Linked DNA regions of Mus musculus: regions 1 and 2 are each linked to region 3. A link is a contact called in public HiChIP or PLAC-seq data. All regions are on one chromosome and are shown on one strand. Each heading gives the region's core, a stretch centred on a gene start, on an enhancer-like site or on the middle of the called end of the contact. The rest is flanking DNA. Distances are from core to core; before and after follow the strand shown. Region 1 holds the start of H6pd (hexose-6-phosphate dehydrogenase (glucose 1-dehydrogenase)). Region 2 overlaps H6pd (hexose-6-phosphate dehydrogenase (glucose 1-dehydrogenase)). Region 3 has its middle 15 kb from the start of Clstn1.

Region 1 (2,700 bases), core at 156-2,655, 430 kb before region 3:
GAAGGAAGGAAGGAAGGAAGGAAGGAAGGAAGGAAGGAAAGAAAGGACTACTGAGGGAAATAGAATAGGGAGGAGGCATGAGGTGGAAGTGGAAGTTCTAGTATTTTGTGGAGTGGTCTGAGAAAGCCAGACTGAGCAAGCGGTCTTGCTGAAGCTGGTGAGCTAAGGTGCCATGTGAGTACCTGTGGGGGAACGCAGCTCAGAGAGAAGAGCCAGAACAAAGGCCCCGAGGCAGGAGGATGGCCAGAATAGTACAGGAGGTCAAAGAGATGATGGTAAGATGCTAGATTGTGTAGACTCTTTCTTACCAACAGTGAGGGTCACTCTGGCCCCTGTGCTAGGCTCAGCTCTGCAGGGGCCATAGGAAGCTATGGGGGGGGGGGGGCGTTCTGCAGTAATCCAGACAGAGGAGATGGCAGGACAGACAGAGGCAGTGAGAGACACTGTGCTCCAAACCTGTGTGAGCTTTGTTGTGTTTGTGTGCACGTGTGTGTGTGTGTGTGTGTGTGTGTGTGTGTACGTGTGTGTGTGTGTGTGTGTGTGTGTGTGTGTGTGTGCACATGTGGAGCTCAGAGGACAGGCTGTGCAGCTGGATCTCATCTTCTACCCTGCGGTTCCTGTGGCGGGAACTCAGGTCATCAGGATTGGTGGCAGACACCCGAGCTGCCCCCAAATAGGGTTTGAAGGTGGACACCTGTATCTGCCAACAGACCAGACACCGCTAAGGTTTATGATCTGAGTATGTTGTGTTTACTGGGACTGGTGGAGACAGCATTTGAAGCAAGTTGAGAGATGTGGTAGGCCATGCCAGAAATCCCAGTGCCAAGGAGGACAGGGCTGGAGCATACCAGGCCTGAGGCCAGCCTGGGCTACATAGAGATGCCTTGTCTCAAAAACAAAGAACCACAAACCTGAAGGGAAGGGGAGACAGGGAGGGGAGATGTGGGGAGGGCAAGGAGGGAGTAATTTAAATTGTGGTTAATAAACCAGTTGGATTTAGATGTGCCTAAACCCAGTCAGCATTCAACTAATGTGATCAGAGCTCTGATCTGAGTATGAGTTGATTGACCACTCTGGAGTGAGGTGGGAAAGTGCAGCCAGGAAATACCGGTTTGGCCACACGATAGCAACTGGCTGGCCAGTGCTGAGCAGCTGCTATGTGGGAGGTGGGGCCGGGGAACTTGATTTATGATCTTTGCCAATATCTGGGTTATAGATGTCCCCCTAATGAGCCATTATCAAGAGCATACATGACAGCAAAAAGTGATCCCGTGATCAGGAAACATAAGTTTTGAGTGTCTATTGACCTTTGTTCTTAATGGAATTTGGTTGGTTATTCATTTATGTAATTTCACTTTATTAATGGCTGTGTTTAACAACCAGCTGGGAAAAATACCGGAAATTTTGCAATCAAAACATTGCAAAAAGGTTCAAAGGGGCTTTGAGTGCTCCTCCGGGCTCCCAGTTATCTTTAGAGGAGGCCGGAGAAAGGGCTCTTTGGACTTAGAGGAGAGCTTCATCTGGAAGTGCTGGTCCCCAGATTGGCCATGAGGGGACCAAATGCAGACCAGGGTTGACTGACACCAGGTTGTGTTCTTTGCCTGCACTGGTAAGTTTGGCGTCGGAGCCCCGGAACTGGAGGGGACGCTTGGCTGATAAGGATGATTTTCTAAATGTTCTTTCATCTGAATTCTTGTTTCTTTTCCAATCCTTTTAAAATTAGTATTTATTTTTATTTTTTGTGCATTGGTGTTTTGCCTGCATATGTGTCTGTGTGAGGGTGTCCGATCCCCTGGAACTGGAGTTACAGACAGTTGTGAACTGCCGTGTGGATGCTCAGAATTGAACCCCGGGTCCTCTGGAAGAGCAGCCAGTGCTCTTAACCACAGAGCCATCTCTCCAGCCCCCCAATTTCTTTTTAAAAGTCCAGATTCTGGGGCTGTGATTAGAGGCACCCCTCTTCTTGCCCCATCCATGGGAAGCAGCTTTGTCAATGGTATCTGAGGGGGTAGAGTAGGGAAGGGGAGGTAGGTAGTGGCTCCTGATCTCTCTCACTCACCCTCCCACCCATGTCTGTGGGCATAGAGACTGTAACTAGCCCGCACCAGCCCTGCCTCTTGGTGCTGCTGGACTGGGCAGGGACAGCTTTGGGATGGCTGGCCATGTGCCTCTTTCCAGTGAGGGTGACAGGAAGATGGAGCTGGACTCTGCCCCTGTTCACCATGGCTGGCCAGATCAGTCTTTCCCCTTCTGGAATGTTAGCAGGGCCTCTGTCTAAAGGGCGAGTCTCTCCCAGGACGGCCTGTCAGAGTAATGCATTCTTGCCCAGAGCAAGCCCGCGTGCCCTCCTGCTTGCTGACTCCCACCGCCTGTTTTATCTCGTGTGTCCCCATGTCTGTACGCGCACCATGTGTATACTTAGTGTAGGGTCCCCTGGAACTGCCGTTAGGGATGGTTCCGAGCCACCGTGTGGCTGCTGGGACTGGGTCCTCTAAAGTGCCGAGTCATCTCTCCAGCCTCCACCCTACTCCCCACCCCTTCTGCTTTTCTTTCTTTTGACATGGGGTTGCTAAGTAGCCCAGGCTAACCTTGAACTCACAATCCTCCTGACTCCTAAAGACTGAGACTGTGGGCTTGGGTTACCATGTCCTGTTCCAGCTGTTGGTATGAATAAAATTTGTTATACAGGAAACTGTCTTC
Region 2 (2,700 bases), core at 178-2,677, 410 kb before region 3:
CCAGTAGCTACAACACACAGTAAGACTGGGCGAAGGCTCCACGCTAAAGAACCAAAGTGGCCTGCCAAGACTGGCCTGCGATCTTCAAACTGGTTTCTGTGGAAAGAGGGGCCAGTGTTGATGGGGAGCAGGGTGCAGAGACTCCTGGTGAATGTCTTGCTCTGAGCCAGGCCAGCAGAGTAGACACAATCCTGAGCCTGCACCGGGCGCCTTGCCTCTTCTGGTATCCCATCATCCCTCTGTGCACCTAGCTGAGATCCAGCGCTCCTCCGGGCAGCTTCTGTCTACTCTGGGAGGACACCCACTGTCCTCAGTATTCCCCATTACCCCTCAGCCTCTCCCTCTCTACAGACACAGACACTGCCACGTCAGAAGTTCCCCCAGATCTAGAGACCGGGGCTCCCTTTCCCACTAAGAACTGTTATGCTGTCATTGGGCTGTCGGGCATCTCTGATCTATCTAGACGGGAGGGCTCTGTCTGCTCCTGGGTCGGGGGTGACTCCAGATCACAGCCTCTTTCTAGGGCTTATGTGGCCAATTGCCAGCATCAGGGCAGACTGCAGCTAGCCCTCCTCACACTACCTCTCTCTGGCTTCAAGTCTGGCAGCAGCCCCTCCTCTGCCGGGCATCTCCACCATTCTTACTGACGAACCTGGTACCACTGGGAACACTACAGGCAGCTCCTAACTTCAGTCCCCTCCAGGGCCAACAACATAAACATTTCAGGGCACATACAGTTTTCATTTAGGCCTCCTGCTGAGTCATGTGAACAAGGGAAGGCCCAGAAGGGTTAGGATGGCCCGTCCTCACAGTTACCTATGTGTCAGTCACAGAGTCTCCGTGTCTTTCAGAATTTTCCCATAGAGAGGTTTCCTGTGATGAGGAGCGTCAGGAAATCTGTTTCTCTCCTTTTATTTGATTGTACTTTCTCCCAGACAGCACATGGAAAAGAATTCTTGCTTTCACTAGAGATGTGTGCATAGAGTGTAGCCTGAGCTGAGGGCTCTGTATGAAAGGCACTCTTGTTGAAATTCTGCTTACTCTGACCTCCAGTGACCCAGACTGACAGAACACCTCTATTCCTTGGCAGAAAAGAGGAACGCCCTGGGGTCCTTTCCTGGCCTGCTTTGCTCAGGCTTGGATGCAGGTAGTCGCAGGTGAAGTTCCACCTTTAGCCATGTGGGGGAGCCCACGTGCCACCACTCACATTCCACCCAGGAGGCGGGTTTTAGTGCCAAACGTCTTTTCTTCGCTTTTCTTGCTCACTGCCTCTCAGGCGTCTTAGCCCAGTGCGTTTTCATCAGTTCTTAGGGACTCGGCCTTCTGCAGTTGCAACATCAGAGAGCAAGGGGCCTTGCATGCCTCAGGAGAGAGGGTGCCCAGGCTCTGTGTCACCATTCTGAATAACGGTGAGTCACTGCCCAGCCTGAGCCTAGAATGTCCCGTTCTTATCCAGATGAATGACTCGCCTCTGTCTGTGGGGAGTCTCTGCACAGGGGAGGCCAGTGTGGGGGAAATACCAAAGATCTCCTTTCCGGAAGCAAGCACAAATAAAATTTCATTGGAAAGGTTGGTGGGGGACATTGTCTGTGTTCTCTGGCATGCACCTGTGTGTGCCCTTTCCCTTTCTGCCCCGGGTTAGGAAGGAGTGATGTTCAGAGCCAGGACCACGGAAGATGCTGCTCTTCAGACTTTCTGAACCATCATCCACAGCCAGCAGGGCTTTACCAATCAGTCACATCTGTGTACGAATCTGTCTCAGGAAGGAGCTCTCAGCCTTAAGACCTGGGATACCCTCTATTTTTTTAAAAATTTTCATTAAAAAATTGTTGCTTGCAAACCACTTAACATTGAGTTGATAAACAGTGTGACGAATACAGCCTTTGCCAGCCTCCTGCCTGTCTGGAAGTGGGGATCTGAGGCTGGGAAGACAGGACAAGGTGTCCAGGTTCCTGGGGAAGGGAAGAGGGACATGTGGTCACTGTGTCTGGGACACAGCCTTCCCTCCCTGGATTCACTTCTGGCTCCCTTAGGGTCCCTGTAGCTGTGGCTTAGCACTGGCCTGCAGGCCGTAACCCTGGGCTGGCTCTGACCCCGCCTGGGATCTTCTAACTGCACCCTGCTCACTCCCTGTTGAAACAATGGAAGCAAAAGTCTGCACCTTGCCTGGTGGCTCTGTGGTCTCCCCACTGATGGGCAGATGCTAAATGCTATGCACAGGCACACCTTGTCCTGCCAATAGCCCAGTGTGCCACGTGGCAGGGCCTTAGTGACTGAAGATTTGAAACTGGGAAAATGTCCAGTGTTGTCCAGAAACTGTATGTTAGATTCTAGAAGCCATGCCAGCACCCTGTGGGGCCTGTTCCTTTCCAGGGGACCCATGAAGGGCTCACATGGCTGAGTCAGGTTCCTTGGGTAGGCCTGTGAGTCCACTATGGGAAGGACACAGGGGCATACAAATGGCAGAAGTTGTCCTCCTTGGGGCGACATGCCAGTTAGCATCTCCAGGCTAGATCCTGATTTCTAATTCCAGGCAAATGTTCCTGGTAACTGCACTTTAAGTAGTCCCATCTTGTTAATTTCTTGCTTCTTCTTCTTTTTTTTTTTAAATGATTTTAAAATTTTTATGTGCATGTTTGCCTGCCTATGTGTCTGTGTGAGGGTATCAGATGCCCTGGAACTGGAGTTACAGACAGTTGT
Region 3 (2,773 bases), core at 209-2,708:
CAAATGGCTGTCCAGCCTTGGAGAGCCATTGGAACTGGAGACCAGCTCACTCTTTGTTAGATCAGGCATAGGCCTGCCTCCTAGACTTCAACCGCTTAAAAGACGCCAAAGGCAACTCAAGCAGAGGGTTGTTCTGCAGAAACAAACAAGGCCGAGCCACCCAGAGCCTGAAGCACCGTGGTTCCTTCCTCATACATGGAGAAGGAGGGAACTCTGCCAGGACACAGGCTGACCGGGCAGCCGCCTCTGGAATGCTACAGAGTGGCTTGCAAAGCTGCCACCCAGAGTGGCTCTTCAGCGTATTGCGTATATTTCATTATCTAGATAAGGCAAGTTAGGGCCAGACTTAAAGGGAGCAGAGAAATACAATCTATATGGCTAGAAGTTACTTAAATAGGAATGTTAAAGAGGAATTGGCAATAATGTGTCTTACGGGCTCCCTGAGGCTCAGACGAAAGGAAAGGTATGGGAAGGAGGGGGAGGTACAAACCCAGCCCTGACTCCCGGTGAGTCTGATGCTCTCCTTGGTGCCCCAGTCTTCCCCGTGTGGCCCCCTGCTGACCTCCAGAGAGTAATCCCCTAAGCCTTTCTGCCTCCTGGCACATAAGCCTCAGCTCCTGAGGAGGACTGGGTAAATCCTCAATGCCAGCCAACACAACTGGGCGGGACAGTCCTTCTCAGCCTCCTCCTCTTCCCTAGGGGCCTAGAAAAACACAGCTTCACAGCTTGGGGCTTGGGGGACGGGGGTGGTGGTGTGTACGACGGGGGGGGGGGGGGGGGGGGGGGGCGGAGCTGGAAAAAAAATCAAGCCTGAACGGGTGCTGGTTGCTGCTCTCCAACATATTGGGGAACCCCCGACTGGGACTGGGATGGTGGTGGAACAGAGCTGGCTTTTCCACAAAACTTCTGGGCTAGTCTGGACAAATCAGTTTCTGTGGGGTTTCCACTCCTGAAGCCTTCTGGGCCAGGGACCATCAGACTCACAGGCCTCCGTACCTTCCCTGACTTTCCCAATCAGCCAAGGGAAAAGTAGAGAAAGTCCCCTTGGGCATGTGCAGAGGTTCCAAAGGGACAGTGTCCCTCCCTGCTGGCAAGCCTGGTTCTGCTTGTCATGACATGCCATCCTCCGGGTGATGAGGATTTTTCTGTCTCCAGCAACTTCAGCAACTCAAGGGCAGGGCTGGATCTTACACTTCTGCCCTTTCAGCCGAGAGCAGGTCCTGACCAGCTCTGACCTGGCAGGAGCCCAGTTCGCTCAGAGTGGGTTGGGTTAACTCTCCAGGATTCCAGGGGAGTCCTGGGTGCCTGCCAAAGGCTTGGGGCTCACCTCGGTAGGTAGCTGCATGCTTTGGGGAATTTCCCGAAAGATCTGGAGGAAGGTTCTAGACAGAAGCCCTTAGAGACAGACTCTAGGCTGCCTGTACCAGGTCAGCGCTTCTTGGCAGACAGCTTCAGCACTTCCTGGGTAGGTGTGTCAGCTTGAAATGAGCTCACAGATTACCGAGTCCCCTAGGATAATGCAATATCCCTGGGAACAGGCAGCCTAAGCTAAGAAGAGGAAAAGGGGAAGGAGCAGTCATGACCTACGGGGCCCTTCAAGAGTCCAGGGCTTGGGCTGGAAGCAAGGTCTCTCTAAGGGGCCACACAAAAGTCCTTTGCCATGAAGGTAACCTAGGAGGCTACTTGGGATCCTGCAAGGGTGTATGTACCCACTCCTGCCCAGCTAGGCTCTCCTGCACTGTAGCCTGAACCCCTTCCACCAAGACTCATCCCGGAGTCTCCAGTCTCGTGGCTGTGGTTTCTGTTTCATGCAAGGACACACAAGGATGTGGACTACGTAAACAAAGGACTATTTTTACTACCTCATTGTTTTCTCACCCCACTTCCTAGCTCCTGAGCCAAGGTACACCCTGGTGCTGCCTGGGGCACACCACGTGCATCACAGATCCTCCTGCACTGCCAGGTTAGAGCAACAGCAGCCACCACCATCCAGGCCGACAGGATTCTTCTTCAGTGTGAAGATGATACATCCCTCTGACTGTTGTTCTGAGGCTGGGTGCAGAAATTAGAGGTGCCTGGACTGGGGGCACTGCCCATCCTGGAGGGAAGTTTCACCAAGCTGTCCTCTGTCCCAGACCATGAGTAGGGCCATCAGCCAGGGTTGTCCTCCCTAAAGGGGACAAGGAGGAGAAAAAGGTTGGGGATGGCTTTTTTTCAGGCTCAGAGTCAGAGCAGCTCCTGCATAGAGCAAGCATGGGGAGAAGATTAAGTTATCATTTGTTTATTGTTTTGTTTTTTTAAGATATTTATTTATTGTATATATGTGAGTACACCATTGCTCTCTTCATGCACACCAGAAGAGGGCGTCTGATCCCGTTATAGATGGTTGTGAGCCACCATGTGGTTGCTGGGAATTGACCTCAGGACCTCTGGAAGAACAGCCAGTGCTCTTAACTGCTGAGCCATCTCTCCAGCCCAGACCTTTACTTCCTATCATCTTGAAAATCTCTCCAGTCACCGTGGCCTGAGCCCCAAGGCAGGTTGCTCCCCACGCTGTACCACATGATCCCACTGTTGGCACACCGTGGCTGATAAATGCAGACAACAGCTGCTGAGGTAAGTGTCACTGTTGTTCGTACATTCCAGATTAAGAAACATGGACCCAGAGACCTATGTTCTGCTCCTAATGTGTGCCTCTGGGGCTACCCTAATGTGAGTTCCCATCTTCAGTAAGCCTGGGGCTCCCAGTCTAGGAACAGAGTAGCAGCCTGGG

What was found. HiChIP or PLAC-seq counts read pairs in DNA pulled down with a chosen protein or histone mark.
Region 1: a FOXA1 HiChIP or PLAC-seq map of pancreatic cancer cells shows a contact between it and region 3. The contact joins the promoter of H6pd here to the enhancer-like site in region 3. A contact is called at or near these places in 2 of 39 promoter capture datasets (the C10 cell line and hippocampal neurons), 1 of 484 Hi-C or Micro-C datasets (embryonic stem cells), 1 of 115 datasets of contacts at active chromatin or transcription factors (pancreatic cancer cells) and 1 of 9 other capture datasets (liver).
Region 2: a contact with region 3 is called in a FOXA1 HiChIP or PLAC-seq map of pancreatic cancer cells. The contact joins two enhancer-like sites. A contact is called at or near these places in 1 of 39 promoter capture datasets (pre-B cells), 2 of 115 datasets of contacts at active chromatin or transcription factors (the 3134 cell line and pancreatic cancer cells) and 2 of 9 other capture datasets (embryonic stem cells and liver).

What each region holds. Positions count from the first base shown.
Region 1 is chr4:150,001,941-150,004,640 of GRCm38.p6, reverse strand. It overlaps H6pd (hexose-6-phosphate dehydrogenase (glucose 1-dehydrogenase)), which reads left to right and starts at 1,405. Exons shown (of 5, transcript NM_001291004.1): 1 at 1,405-1,609.
Region 2 is chr4:149,978,623-149,981,322 of GRCm38.p6, reverse strand. It overlaps H6pd (hexose-6-phosphate dehydrogenase (glucose 1-dehydrogenase)), which reads left to right. Exons shown (of 5, transcript NM_001291004.1): 5 at 1-1,849. Among named protein-coding and RNA genes, the nearest start is that of H6pd, 23 kb to the left of the region's middle. Within about 2 kb of position 1,427, at least 206 of the 459 cell types and tissues checked have an H3K27ac peak or open chromatin away from gene starts, as enhancers often do. A contact at or near this core is called in pancreatic cancer cells, where this site is marked.
Region 3 is chr4:149,570,481-149,573,253 of GRCm38.p6, reverse strand. No RefSeq gene overlaps it. Among named protein-coding and RNA genes, the nearest start is that of Clstn1, 15 kb to the left of the region's middle. Within about 2 kb of position 1,458, at least 91 of the 459 cell types and tissues checked have an H3K27ac peak or open chromatin away from gene starts, as enhancers often do. A contact at or near this core is called in hippocampal neurons and pancreatic cancer cells, where this site is marked.